Regions from separate parts of the Mus musculus genome. Here region 1 is linked to region 2. A link is a contact called in public HiChIP or PLAC-seq data. All regions are on one chromosome and are shown on one strand. The core of a region is the stretch at or near the end of the contact, and the rest is flanking DNA. Distances in the headings are between cores, read along the strand shown. Region 1 overlaps Gm34969 (a long non-coding RNA gene). Region 2 holds the start of Slc30a10 (solute carrier family 30, member 10).

Evidence for each region. HiChIP or PLAC-seq counts read pairs in DNA pulled down with a chosen protein or histone mark.
Region 1: a contact with region 2 is called in an H3K4me3 HiChIP or PLAC-seq map of intestinal villus epithelium, with 2.6 times the contacts expected there. The contact joins the enhancer-like site here to the promoter of Slc30a10 in region 2. A contact is called at or near these places in 9 of 39 promoter capture datasets (cranial neural crest, embryonic stem cells, frontonasal cranial neural crest and 5 more), 1 of 15 datasets of contacts at CTCF or cohesin (embryonic stem cells), 17 of 484 Hi-C or Micro-C datasets (the Ba/F3 cell line, the G1E-ER4 cell line, brain and 8 more), 15 of 115 datasets of contacts at active chromatin or transcription factors (astrocytes, embryonic forebrain, embryonic stem cells and 7 more) and 1 of 9 other capture datasets (embryonic stem cells).

The regions. Positions count from the first base shown.
Region 1 is chr1:185,498,589-185,505,423 of GRCm38.p6, forward strand. It overlaps Gm34969 (a long non-coding RNA gene), which reads left to right. Exons shown (of 4, transcript XR_001779597.1): 2 at 1,635-1,818; 3 at 3,039-3,135; 4 at 3,433-4,316. Among named protein-coding and RNA genes, the nearest start is that of Gm34969, 15 kb to the left of the region's middle. Within about 2 kb of position 4,158, at least 12 of the 459 cell types and tissues checked have an H3K27ac peak or open chromatin away from gene starts, as enhancers often do. A contact at or near this core is called in intestinal villus epithelium, where this site is marked.
Region 2 is chr1:185,453,111-185,460,614 of GRCm38.p6, forward strand. It overlaps Slc30a10 (solute carrier family 30, member 10), which reads left to right and starts at 1,738. Exons shown (of 4, transcript NM_001033286.2): 1 at 1,738-2,569; 2 at 3,242-3,319. The coding sequence starts at 1,954. Gm2061 (predicted gene 2061) reads right to left here and starts at 2,458. Exons shown (of 3, transcript NR_040305.1): 1 at 1,926-2,458; 2 at 895-1,023.

The DNA.
Region 1 (6,835 bases), core at 2,908-5,407, 48 kb after region 2:
ATAGATACAGACAGAAAAGTGAGAGATGAAGAAGCTCCAAGGGCACCAAGGCCACGAGTGAACTTTGTGTGGACTATCACTTAGGCTATCATTTGGCTTTTTGTTTTAGTCACAAGTCAGCTAGATAACCAGGGCTCTTCAGCTGCTCTACTAATGACTCGTGTTAGTTTGATTCTAAGAGGAGTAAACACCCGCCATGTGACACGCGGGAATTCTGAATGTTCAACTCTCTTGATGTTTCAGACTGGAGAAAATCCTATCCGGTTTTAACTAGTTCCTGAAAAAAGTGGTGTTTGGATTATAGAATTTAATTCAAATTGATATGTTATTAAGATTTCAAAAATAATAAATATATAAGGCAGACAGCCATTATATCAGAGAAGGGTGAGATCATTATATAAAGTTATTGTTTCCACAATTAAAAAGCTAAGGCGACCATAGTGCTACTTAGATATCTAGTTTTTATTTGAATGAGAACTGAGAACTCTATAAACATTTTGATCTCGTGGCTAAAGAAAAATCAAATATTGGTCACGGTAATGTCTTGTAAGAGTATTAGATGAATGGATTTTTTTATTTCCAAATTTCCTGGCAACACGTAATCTCATTACATCTCTTAGATGTTTGGCTTAGCCAGGGATGCATGGAAGCTAAGTACTTAAAGGATGCAGCTCTCAGTGTATAGCTAATAAATACAGTCATCAGCGTCACAGCCTTTTGCTTGCCAACCCACCCATAAACTTAAATGAGTTAGCTTTCTCTTTTAGAGTAAAGAACATTTTTTGTTTGTAATACGAAGACAGACTGAATATCTTTTAACGCATGCACATTCATTTTCCCGGTTGAGAAGGCATGGTCCTAGTCTCTCTCATTCAGGATCTCCGACTGCCAGGTGCGTTTGACAGCACAATACCTCAGCTCCCTCAGGATGACTCTCTGTGTATTTTAGGCATGCTCGAAGTAGTGGGATTGTACATCTTACACAATTGGATACAGCCTTTGAAAAATACCTTGGGGGCTTATACGATTTTATCATCTAATGTTTTCAAGTTGGAACATTGGGGCATGCTCAGTTTTATTTGAAAGTTGATGGCAATGGTTGGCTCTGCAATAAGGACAAGTGAGCAGCTTTTTGAACTGTAAACATTTTGATTGCACTGTAAAGTTTCTATTTCCTAGGTATTTCCTGCCTCCGTTGCTTTTTCTCCAAACACAGTCCGAATAGTTATTTGATAATTCTGTAAGTCTATAAGGTCATCCTTCTGTCAGGTTTCTAACCTTCGTTGTAACAGTGATAAAAACATTAAACTGAAAAACCTGAAGATTCCGACTTTCATTTACAAGGATTTGGCACTGTTCAGACCACAGGGAAATAAACCTCAAAGATTTCTTAAGATTAAACAATCGTTTTTCAACCCCTTAACGTAACTGAAAGTAGTTAGAACTTGTGTTTACATGTGGCCATATACACTCTTAAGATGTAGAGAAAAGAGATCCGGAAAAGAATGATTTAAGAGACTTGAGAAGAAGCCAGTCCTTGGTGAAGTTGCCACGCAGGTTACCGCGGGGCTCCAAGGACTGGCGTGGAGCTGAGTCAAAGTGTGTGAGTTAAGGTCCTGTGTTCTTCTTTATAGGTTTGTCAAAGGATTAATCTAAGCAGAGCCAGGCTTTGAAGGCTGGCTCTCCGAGAAGCAGATATCTAAATAAGGCTCAAACTCGTACTGATCTTCACTCGTGTTCATCAATGCCCGGCACAAGGATAAAGACAGACAGTATCTGGATAAATAATTAACATAGAGCTTAGAGCTTTTTGCTATGGTAAGGTTAATATGCAGCAATAAACAAACAGAATCAAGAAAGATTGAGAAGTCTTAAAATCGGCTCAAAAATTTGCCCAAATTCACAAAACTCTTTCCAACTTTTAAATATAATACTCTCCCCACTAAGAAATTTCTAATCATTTTTCCCTAAGTTTCGGCAACATATAATTTTTAAGGAGTTTAATTTATGGGGGGGGGGGCGGGGGCTATTCCACCTGCTGATAGTTTATAAAAATAATGTGTCTTTTTCAGCTAGACATATCCTCTATATTTCAGAACTTTCTCCTGTAAGCATAGCATGGGGTATGCACACACTTCTATTTCCTTATGACGACCAAAGAGAAAGCTGGGCGCGCCAGTCAGCTTTTCCTAACACAGATGGAGATGCTGGCGTCCCTTCTAACACAGATGGAGATGCTGGCGTCCCTGCCCTTCAAGCTTCAGCCTCTGGAATTTGATCCTCACTTTGTCCTGTGCCAGCAGTTCCTAAGCTGTGGGTCACAGCCCCATTGGGGGTCATATATCAGATATCCTGCATATCGGATATTTATATTACAATTCATAACAGTAGCAAAATTACAGTTATTGAGTAGGGAAATAATTTTATGCTCGGGGGGGGGGTCTCTACAATATGAGGAACTATATTTAAGGGCCGAGCATTAGGGAGGTTGAGAACCACTGTACTATTTTCAAATTCTTGTGCCATCTCCAAATCCCATCAGGTCTAAAAGGTCAGATTTACAGGATTGCAATGGGTCAGATCTGTCCCCTTCCCACCCCTCCGGTTTACTGCCTGGGATTGCATTCCTAATGCCTTGACCTGACCTCAGCTTTGCCTACTTCATCTCAGTTTTCCAGGTTTAATTATTTGTCTCTTTCCCAAGAAGTCAGTATTTTTCCCACTGAATCATCAAAGCTCAAAACCACCCTTCAGTTTCAGAGGTATCTTTATATGACCTTTGTTCATTGCATACTTTTTGGTAAGGCCAGGAGAAATAAAAATGACATAAGTTAAATGAACAATTCTCCTTGGGAGGGGAAAAGCCCCCTACAAATACAGTCAAATGATTACTTGAATTCTATCATATAACCAAGCCCCGAATGTAGCTGCAGATAAACAACTGCCTTATCGGGCAAAAATGGCAAAAAAGGGGAGATGTGATAGAAGCCGCAAGGATGCATAGAGCAAATGCTTTTTGTCTTTTCTTCCTCTCTTAGATGACCAGAGACTCTGCTCCCATCGCTGATGTCACCGGCAAGATGCTGCCTCACAAAACAAAACAAAATCGTGCTAACTCTTTTATGTTAACTAAAAGTAAGCATCTTTAACGATGTAAGAGAATTCGGACTCAGATAAAACCCTGTAACTTGTAAATTATGGGGATGTAGCTTGCTAGCAGAGCAGAGCGCATGCCGGTGGAAGGCCCTAGCTCCAGTCTCAGCACCAGAGGCAAACATCCTTGTGGCTGCATCCATTTATATTATGGTCGTGCGTTACTCAATGCGTGCCCTATTCAAAGACCCTATAAAGTTTTCTTGAATTTTTCACACAATTTAAGACGCTAATGCCAAAACCTAAACAAGCTGATGATATTTGCATCTTTTGCTTTAGGGATGTAGCAAAAACTAACTCAGCTTTGGAAGTTAAAGCGGAATTGAATTCAAAGTCATGCAATGTGTCCCAGCAGCGCCTCCTTCTGTTCTGGATCTAGAATGCACCGGAATGAAACATCTTTAATTATCATTTAGGATTTACTGTTCCTAAAGACCAGTGCACCAGGAACCTCTTGTTATTTCTCCTGCCCTTTAAAAAATTTTCTTACTAGGGGCATTTGGTAGACAACTTAACGTAATCTACTAATTGCTGAGGTTGGAGAGATTTTTTTTTTTTGTTTTTGCTTCCACTGAAGACAATTCTGTGGATCATAGGCTCTGAGAACTTCCAGTACCACTGAGCCACCCAGAAAGGGCAAGGTAACAAATGAGACATGCTGAATCATCAAAGTGCAAGGTCGAATTATTTTAATATTTACACTATATTATTAAATTGTCCTTTATCATGGATTTTTGCATTGATTTTAGTTTAAAAAGATTTCTTCAAAGTAGTATCTATCTTGATGATTAATTTCTGAGACACCAACCCACCTTTAAGCTCAACCCTAGTGCCCTATTCGCCTCACCCTAGTCCTGGGTCCACTCATTCAGGCCCTGCCATTCCTAGAGGTCTAGATATGAAACTTTGAAGTCACCATCCAGGCCGCCTCCCCAACTGAACTCAATGACCAGCCATAAATGAGCAGTCATGTCGTCTTTGCAAGTACAGGGTGCAAAGAAGCCAAAGTGAGCGCCCTAATTGTTCTAGCGACATGGAATGGGGTTAATGGGTTCCTGTGACGTAGGGAGGAGGTCCTTGGGTTCAGAGAATCATAAAACAATAAACATATAACATTTGGTTTGCCATAATAAAAGAATAAAAGCTGTTGTATTGGGCTGTTATCTATGGTCTTGGAATGGTCTTTTACCTAGAGTTGTCTGAATTCTTAGCGATCATCATTCTTTCTTTTTTTGTTTTTTTTTTTGTTTGTTTTTTTTTTTTTTTTTTTTTGTTTTTTGTTTTTTGTTTTTTCGAGACAGGGGTTTCTCTGTGTAGCCCTGGCTGTCCTGGAACTCACTTTGTAGACCAGGCTGACCTCAAACTCAGAAATCTGCCTGTCTCTGCCTCCCAAGTGCTGGGATTAAAGGTGTGTGCCACCACCGCCCAGCTCTTCTTCTTCTTTTTCTTCTTCTTCTTCTTCTTCTCCTTCTTCTTCTTCTTCTTCTTCTTCTTCTTCTTCTTCTTCTTCTTCTTCTTCTTCTTCTTCTTCTTCTTCTTCTTCTTCTTCTTCTTCTTTTTTAACCCCGTGAAGTTATAGATTCACTTGGGTTGACAAGCATTATCTTTAATATTTAATTTTTTCACGACCCGCCTTCTTCCCATTCTCCTCTCTTCTCCCCTCGACTGAACCTTGTCTCCCAGCCATTTCCACGTCTTTCCTTTTTGTGCCCCTCTGCATGAGCCTGAGTGAGCTTGAACAGGGTGGGTACTCTCCTGAGCAAGGACAACTTAGCAGTGCCTACACCACTGAGGAATGTGATCTCCCCACAACCATGAATGTTTGTACCCCCCTGCAACCATTAACTGCCTGTGTCCCCTCCTCATCCCAGCAACCATTAAACATGGTAGGAAGTCGGGGGCCCAGCCCTTGCAGGGCACCACCATTGCTCTGGGATCCTGTGTGGGACTTTGTGTGCAGCAACTGTATCTCTCCCAGAAGACAGCATTCATCAGCTCTCCTCCCCACCCTCTGCCTTTTACCTTCCTTCTGTCCCCTCTTCCACATGGTCCCCTGAGCTTTGGAAAGAGTGCTGAATAGATGTCCTGTTTAGGGCTAAACTCTCAGAGTGGGCGTCAGTCTTAACATTTCAGATGACTTTCTCCCCGGGGAAGATGGGATGGATATAAAGAGACTGCAGACACTAACTCGGTGAGTACAGGGTTCTGGTTAACTCCTGACAGCAGTGTGGAGGGCTTCCCAATAGAGTTTGGAGACCCAAAGGAGAGAGAAAGGCTAAAGGTTTCTTCCTTTGCCTGGAATGTGAAGACCAGCACAGGGGACTCTTGACTGAAGCACATAGAATTGAGACTACTTTGGACAAAGAAGAATAGTGTCATAGTACACAGTAGCCCTTAACACTCATGGGCAGCATTTTTTGAATTGAAATGGTATGATGGTATGCATTTTGGTGGAGGCAGAACTCTTACCATAGATCAGTTTCCTGGCTTTAACAAAACATGGAATCTAAAAGTTTATTTTTCCAAAATATTTAAAAATATGTGTATGGATGTTTATATTGGGGGTATGTGCATGTGAGCACAGTGCCTGTGGAAGCCAGAAGAGAGCATCAGTTCCCCAGGAGCTGAAGTTACATGGGCCGTGAGTCACCGTACAGGTGCTGGGAACCAACTCGAGTCCTCAGAAGAGCAGCAAATGAATCCCTGAACCATCTTGACAGCAGCTGGACAGGAGGGCAGGGCTAGAGAGAGGCTGAGTTCACAGAGAACTCTGTGTTTGGTATGTGACAGTGGATCTCCATGCACTTGAGGTTTTCAATTCAAGTCTTCGTAGCGCTTCTCAGAAATGAACATCCCGAGGGGCAGGATCTGGTGAGTTTGTTGACCTGCCGATTGGATCTCACCATGGAAGGTGCGTAAACCTTAAACAAGACTGATGTGGACCTCATGAGCAGCCGCAGACACCCTTCATTCTCTGCTTCCACAAAAGTCAGGGCAAAGGTAGAGGCTTGTGCTGTGCGAGGATGGAAATCAGGACGCGCTAGGGTCACAGTGTTTAGTGGTTGATTTTGTTGCTATCCTATTCGGGGGAAATTTATGTTTGCCTGTTTGAAAGCCCTGCCCCATGTGTCGTTCAGTTACGAGTGTTAACTTTTCCTGTGGAGAACAAAGGGCTGCAGCAGTATTTGCATGAAACTCTAGTTTGAGGCTGGAGGGATGGCTCATGAGCCCGAACCACTTGTTGCTCTTGCTGAGGGACTGTGTTCAATATCCAGTACCCACCTGGGAGCTCACATCTGTAACTCCAGTTCCCAAGGGGTCTGGTGCCATCGTTTGACTTCTGGGCACACTGGGAATGCACCAGGTCCACACAAGGTCTACACATACACGCATGTAAGCAAAACATAGACAGATATAAATCTAAAAACCAAGCCAAACCAAACCTCTGGTTTGTCTACATTGTTTCCTTAGATCTTGAGATGGAAGAGACTTACAATGGTGCAGGGCTGTTCTTCATCTCACTTTGTTTGTTTGTTTGCTTGTTTTTGTTTTTGTTTTTTTTTGTGTTTTTGATACAGGGTTTTTCTGTGTAGCATTGGCTGTCCTGGAGCTCACTCTGTAGACCAGGCTGGCCTCAAACTCAGAAATTCGCCTGCCTCTGCCTCCCAAGTGCTGGGATTAA
Region 2 (7,504 bases), core at 488-2,987:
TTTGAGAGTAAATGCCTGCACCACTGTCCCTTGCTGCACCACTGTCCCTTGCTGCACCACTGTCCCTTGCTCGTTGGCTTTGCTTTGAGGAAGGCATAGAATGTATTTCCAAGCTCCAACCCTGTGCATTTTCTCCATGAGGGTGGTTAAAGTTTATGGGGAGACACGGTTATTGTGCTTTGCCTTCAGACCCTTCCTAAAATGAGTGAGGCACAGGGCTCCCCCATCCACACCCCACTTGTCTTAGCTAGGGTTTTACTGCTGTGAACAGACACCATGAGCAAGGCAACTTGTAGACAACCTTAGCTACCTCCGGAACACAGCTTCTCTGTGCTCTCAGGAAACACTTCTCCGATTTCACCTCGGTGATGCTGGTCTCTTCTTAATCACTGCTGATTTCTTAGCTACAGTCAACCAGCATCCATTGTCCCAGTAGTTCCTTCTGTTCTTGACCCTAAAGCCAGAGCCACGTGCTGAAGTTGCTGCTTGCTGGGGCTGGAACATGGCCCCCTTGTTCTATTACAGTATCACCGGATTTCTGTTTTCCAACTCCTTTACTGCCTAAGCTTGGCTGTCCTGGAACTTGCTCTGTAGACTGACTTTGAACTCAGAGATCAGCTTGGCTTTGCCTCCTGGGATTAAAGGGGCGTACTGCCATGCCCGAACCTAAACTTAGCTGTTGTGGTCTTGCCCCAAGGTCACCACATATTAAAATCCTTCTCCTCTGAAACCTCTAGAGCCAGGCTTCCACAGTTCAAATCACCCTCAGCAACAAAGTCTTCCATATTCCTGCTAGGATGGCTCACTGAGCCCCGCTTAGAGCATTCCACTGCTTTCCAAATCCAAAGTCCCCAAACCCACATTCCTCCAAACCAAAGCCTATCACATCGATACCTCAGTCGATGGTTACCAACTTCTGTCTCCGAAGTGACCAACAGCAAATACCCTTTCTGAAGGGGCTGCAGTGTAGACTCTCAAGTCCAGGACATGTTCCCTTTGAGTGATTGTCACTTGGAACAGGGTCTATTTGGAAAAAAAAAATTGGGTCAATTGAACTATGAGTATAGGGTCACCTTTAGGGGCAGTAGAAATTCTTTCTGACAGACTAGGAAAGGAGACCAAACCTGGCTTCTTTGATGGCCAAGGGACACAAAGAATCCCAGCCTTGGAGTGCTATACCAGTGCTCCATACTAATGCTAATAGCAGTGGCAGCCATGCACCCTGGGCTGCCTGCCTTCCTCTCCTCTGTAGACAGCTCGACTCAGATAGAGACCCCTAAAAGGGAGATGGCGATACTGTGCTATAAGGGAGTAATAGGATTCGTGGCCTTTGTGAAGAAGAAAGGATAAAGGGTTTTGACTATGGGTTCAGGGACAGGGGTTAACGGGAGGAATGAGATACCATTTAACCAGTGGAAAAGCAGGAAACACCTTTAAGGGCACTAGGCTCCACCAGCTCATATGGAATCTGCCCTGCAACTCGCATCTGGGCACGTAGGCAGCGGTGCGCACACCCACTACAGCCTAGGTCCTTATCAGCGGCATACACAGATCTGTAGTAGCCCAGGGGTGAAGGCGGGGTGGAGTTGGAGGAGCGGGACCATCCCGTGCATCTCTCTCTCAGAGAGGGTGGAGGTGGAGATTTAAGAAGATTGACATCCCAATGCGCCCCTCCTCCCAGCAGCTCCGGTCTCCAGCCCAGACCTAGAAGGAGACACAGGCTGGTGGCCACCAGCCAAATCAAGCTTGGGCGGCGAGGGAGGAGGGGCAGGGGCCCCGGGAGGTGGCCTTTGCGACTCTGGGGCCACTCCTGCAGACTCTGGTCCCGCGAGCGCGAGCTGGAAGCATAAAAGGTCCGGGCGGGTAAGGGCGGGCCTGCAGCAGGAGGTGGGCTCCAGACCGCCCCCCCCACCCCCCCCGCCAACCTGTTGCGGGGCGCAGCGGGCTGTAGAGATGGGCCGTTACTCAGGCAAGACGTGCCGGCTGCTGTTCATGCTGGTGCTCACCGCGGCCTTCTTCGTGGCCGAGCTGGTGTCGGGTTACCTGGGCAACTCCATCGCGCTGCTCTCGGACTCGTTCAACATGCTGTCAGACCTGATCTCGCTGTGCGTGGGCCTGGGCTCCGGCTACATCGCGCGGCGCGGTCCCCGCGGCTCCAGTGCCACCTACGGCTACGTGCGGGCCGAGGTGGTGGGCGCGCTCAGCAACGCAGTCTTCCTCACTGCGCTCTGCTTCACCATCTTCGTGGAGGCCGTGTTGCGCCTTGCGCGGCCCGAGCGCATCGACGACCCGGAGCTGGTGCTTATCGTGGGAGCCCTGGGGCTGGCGGTCAACGTGGTGGGGCTGCTCATCTTCCAGGACTGCGGCGCCTGCTTCTCCCGCTGCACGCGGGGTCGCCGGACCCGCCCTTCGCAGCAGCCAAGCCAGGGGGATCCTCGTGGCGCTTTGGGGTGTCCCCAAGAGGCTGCGACAGCCACAGCTCCTGGCTCGGGCACAGCAGTGACTCTCCGGGGGTCCTCGGCCGGAAGAAAGCAGCAGGAGGGCGCGACCGTGTTCTCTAATGTAGCAGGTGCCTTTCGGTTGCATCCTTCCGGACTGGGAGCACTTTGTTCTTCCCTCAATTCTCCCTCCTCCTCCTGGCATCTGGACCCCTTTACTCATCCACTACCTCTTTTTCGGCTCGTTTTCTTGACTGATTTATCAAAAAGTCCCTTCGCTTCTCTTCTCACTTAATTCTCCATCTTTCCCTCCCTCCTCGTTCTCCTTCCTTGCTTGCCTTCTCTCCCCCCTCCCCCGCCCCATTTTCCTCTCTTTCTCCTTCTTGACCCTGTAGTCCTTATCTTCCCCTCTCCTGTGGCAGTATTGATCTTGGAAATCAATTCTTAACTATTGGGCAACGGAGCATTTCCTATCCTGCCCCTTCTCCGGTGCTAACTGGATGTTTCCTCCCCTGACATCGGTGTCAGGGCTATCTCCTGCCTCTTGGGTATTGAGGATCTGGGGGATAGGTGTAGGCTTATCCTTGTCCCGTTTTTAATTTGAAAGCTGTGTGTGTGAAGACCAAGGGTGGACCTCGGGCTTCCTCTGGGTTAAAAGGTACCTATTTGGGCTGAGTGTAGGAGAAGCGGGGGACTCCTGTATGCTAAGAGGAATTGAAAATAACAAAACCGCATTTTGAGATCATTGGTTCTTTTTGTTTGTAGAACTCATACACAACACAAGGTTTCTTCTTTGAATGCAGGTGATTCCCTGAACACCGAGAATGAACCAGAAGAGACGACGAAAAAAGAGAAGAAGTCTGAAGCACTCAATATCAGAGGTAGGCTTGTCTGTGGGCTAGCTCCGGCTCCTTTCCCTGACTCACGGGTCTGTGCTGTGAGTACTTCTGCTTTTAGGAAAGCAACAGTGTGCTGGGAAGTGGGTCAGTTACCTGCAGACTATGACCCTCTCCTCTTGCCTAATCATCGCATTGATTCTGAGGGAGAAGCTGGTTGCTAATGATTTATCTTTGCTCTAATTAAGCCACGCTGAAGCTGCCTGTTCCTGGGCTGACCAGATCAGCGCCATGTTCCTCTGAGTTACACATATGTGTCATGTTCTCATGAGCGTCACCTATCAGTGTCATAACCTCTTGATTGCTACATATGTATCATATCCCACTGATCCCTAGATGTCCCTGTCATGGTCTCCCGAGTTCCACTGAGTACCAAATAATGCCATGTTCTCCTGACCTCCACATGCGTGCCATGTTTTCCTCATCTCCACATATGTATCATGTTCCTCAGATCCCCACATATCCTGGCCACGTTCTCCTGACTCCGACATTTGTGTCATGTTATTCTCATCTCCACAGATGCATCATGTTCTTCTGGCCACCACATTATCAGCGAAATGTTTTCTTGAGCTCCACATACGAATACCGTGTTCTCCCGATCCCTACATATCAGAACCATGTTCCCCTGACCTCCACATATGTGTCACATTCTCCTCAAATTCACTCACATATCATGTTCTGATGAACCTTACATATCAGTGCCAGGTTGGTCTCCACACCTCAGTGTCATGTTCTTCTGATCTCCACATATATGTGTCATATTGTCCTCATATTCCTATATGTATCGTGTTCTCCTGATTCCCACACACCTGTGTCATGTTCTTCTGATCTCCACATATATGTGTCATATTATCCTCATATTCATATATGTATCATGTTCACCTGATTCCCACACATCTGTGTTCATGTTCTCCTGATTTCCACATATGTGTGTCAAGTTATCTTCATATTCACACGTTTCTATCATGTTCTCCTGACTCTCACACATCTGTGTCATGTTCTCATGAACTCTACAACTCAATGCCAGTTTCGTCTGATCTGCATTTAGCAGAGTCCATTACTGCTACTCTTGGTTGGCTACTTTCATGAATATTACTGACATGCATCTATTTGTTTTTATGAAGATTGTGTGTGTGTGTGTGTGTGTGTGTGTGTGTATAGCTGGCAATGGAATCCAGGGCCTTGTCCATACTAAACACAAGCTACACCATTGATCCATCCCCAAAGCCGCATTGCAGCTTATCATAACTGGCTGTGATTGTTTTGAGACAGGGTCCTGTTATCTAGCCATGGCTGGCCTGGTACTCAGTATGTAGGGCACACAGAGCTTGAACTTGTGGCAGTCCTCTTTTCTTAGTCCCCTTACTGCTGGAATTGCAGGTATTTGCATGTGCTTGGTGTTGACTTGTCATTAAAGATGGAAAAACAAAACAAACAACAAACAAAAGTGAAGTGGCCCCACTACTAAGCCTCTGTCCTGTGTGACATCCATTTTTTTCTTTTTGCCAGTTGTTTATGGTAAGAATTTGCTGAGAAAGGGATTGCAACCTGATTAAAACTCTCATTTCCAGGTCCAAAGCTGGGGTTCTGGTGAGCCTTACTGAAGAAAATTAATGATCCACCTTCTTACCCCATCTTCAAAGTCAGCTGTGCTGGGCGTTCTGGGATATCTCTCTTACTGGACACTGCTGTAGCAAGCATCTCTCCTTTGTATCTTTTGGTTAGATATTCTCACTGTAAAGTGAACTTAGTCTTAGTTCTGAGTGTGTGAGTGTGTGTGCGTGTGTGTGCGTGCGTGTGTGTCCATGTGTGTGTGCGTGCGTGTGTGTGTGCGTGTGTGTGCGTGCGTGTGTGTCCGTGAGTGTGTGCGCGTGCGTGTGCGTATGTGTGCCCGTGCGTGTGTGTCCGTGTGTGTGTGAGTGTGCATGCGCGCGCGTGTGTGTGCGCGTGCGTGCGTGTGCGTGTGTGCGTGTGTGTGTGCACGTGTTTAGTGTGTGTGTGCGTGCGTGTGCATGTGTGTGTGTGTGCGTGTGTGTGCGTGCGTGCGTGCGTGTGTGTGCACGTGTTTAGTGTGTGCGTGCGTGCGTGTGCATGTGTGTGTGTGCATGTGTGCGTGTGTGCATGTGTGTGTGCGTGTGCGCGTGCGTGTGTGCGTGCGTGTGCATGTGTGTGTGTGCGTGTGCATGTGTGCGTGTGTGCATGTGTGTGTGCGTGTGCGCGTGCGTGCGTGCGTGTGTGCGTGTGTGTGTGTGTGTGTGTGTGTGTGTGTGTGTGTGTGCGTGCTCCTGTGTATGTTGGGGGATGAACAGTGCTTTGCTCTCTATGTAGGCTGGTCTTGAGTTTATAGCTTTTCCTTCTCAGCCTCCCAGGGGCTGAGGTTACAGGTGTGGGTCACTCTGCCCAGAAAATCCCCAATCTTGACTTTGAGAGGTTTGACAAAGATGAAGTGAACTTTCAACTTCGTATGATTTAGGAGAACTCTGGGATGAGACTTAGATCCAAACTCTATAGCATACTGCTAGTCACCCACAGAGTGCCTGCTCACCCTCCCTCCCTTCCTCCGTCCTTCTCTCCCTAGTTCCCTCTCTCCTCTCCCTCGAGAGTCTCACTTCTGATTATCAGAAGAGATCTGTAGGAAAGACACCAAAAACAACAGTGACGTGTGAGGCCCTGAAACTCTAAATGAAGATTTAAATAACAAAAAACAAAAAAAAAACCCTGCGACTCAGTATTGGGATTTTCTTTTTGAAATATAGTGATGGCATTTTTTGAGATCTTTTATAATAAAAACTCCTTTAAATTCATCTTTCCCTCTGAGGCTTAGATATACACATGTGTCTCCTCCTCCTCCTCTCCCTCCTCTCCCTCCTCCTCTTCTTCCTTCTTTTCACCCTCCTCCTCTCTGTTTCTCTCCTTCTCTCCCTCAACCAATCATCTGTGTATCTATTAATTACCAACCAACCAATCTACTTACCATTTATTATCTTCTATCTATTATTTATCTGCCCCGCTGTCTCCATTGAAGATGCTTGTGGCCAGTCTGAGCCTGTCTCCACCTCAGGCTAAGCATGGGTCTGTCCCAATCTTAGGGCCTGGAGCCATGACTCAGGAGAAAGACTAGAGAATAAGATGGAGAAAGACCTTGGGGGAAATGAACAATCCTTCTCTCTACAGATCAGGGAACCTAATCCAGAGAGTGTGGTGACTTTCCCAACAGTCACCCTGGCTATAGACTTGGGCTGTAGTCTCAGCTCTCTTCTCACACACATGGCTCTGCCCACACATGCCTTTGACCTCCAGAAGTGGATGGCTTACTTCTCCATTGGGCATATCCCACTAAATGGTTGCACTCCTGCCTCAGCCTTGACTAGTGTGGTGTGCTGGCTAGTTTTATGTCAATTTGACACAAGCTAGAGTTATCTGGGGAAAGAGAACCTCAATTGAGAAGATGCCTCCTGGCCTGTGGGCAAGCCTGTACTCTCTTTTAGTGTGCATTGTGGGGAGCAGAAGTGTGATGGCCGTTATCATGTGGGATTCTTGGGGATCACGTTTGGGAAACCTGGGGTGGGAGCAGAAGCTTCTGTGGGACAGGATGCAATGGCCCTCTATTCAGACCAGGCATCCACCTTCCTCTAACACTATGCCGCTGATCCCGAGAGGCTCGCACTATGTAGCCCAGGTTAGCCTGTAGCTAGCTAAGGCAGCGAAGTGCTGGGATTATAGGCCCAAACCACTGCCCTGGCTTTCCCTACAGCTGTGTGTCTTTGAGCCTCCACTGCCTGCCTCTAGGAAGTGCAGGGTGTGACCTCCATTAGACTCAAGAGAGGCTAAAAGTCCTGAGATAGGAACATCAAGAATGCAAATGACACAGTAAATTTTCCTCTTTGGACTAGATCTGGCTGCTGGAGGTGGGGAGGGGATGAATGTGCTGGCATGTAATTTAATCCCAACACAAGCTCTGGAAGTTCCTGCTTCCTGGCCAGAGTCTCCATCCAGACACTCGAGCTCAGCCATGCTTTCTGTGGCATTGTTGATTGCCTTTGCTCTCCGAATTTCTAAGCATTTATAACAGAAATCCAACAGTCCATTATTGTATTTTGTTCTAGACCAGGCCTTATTATTATTATCATTAATATTATTATTATGTAACCCTGGATGGCCTGTAACTCA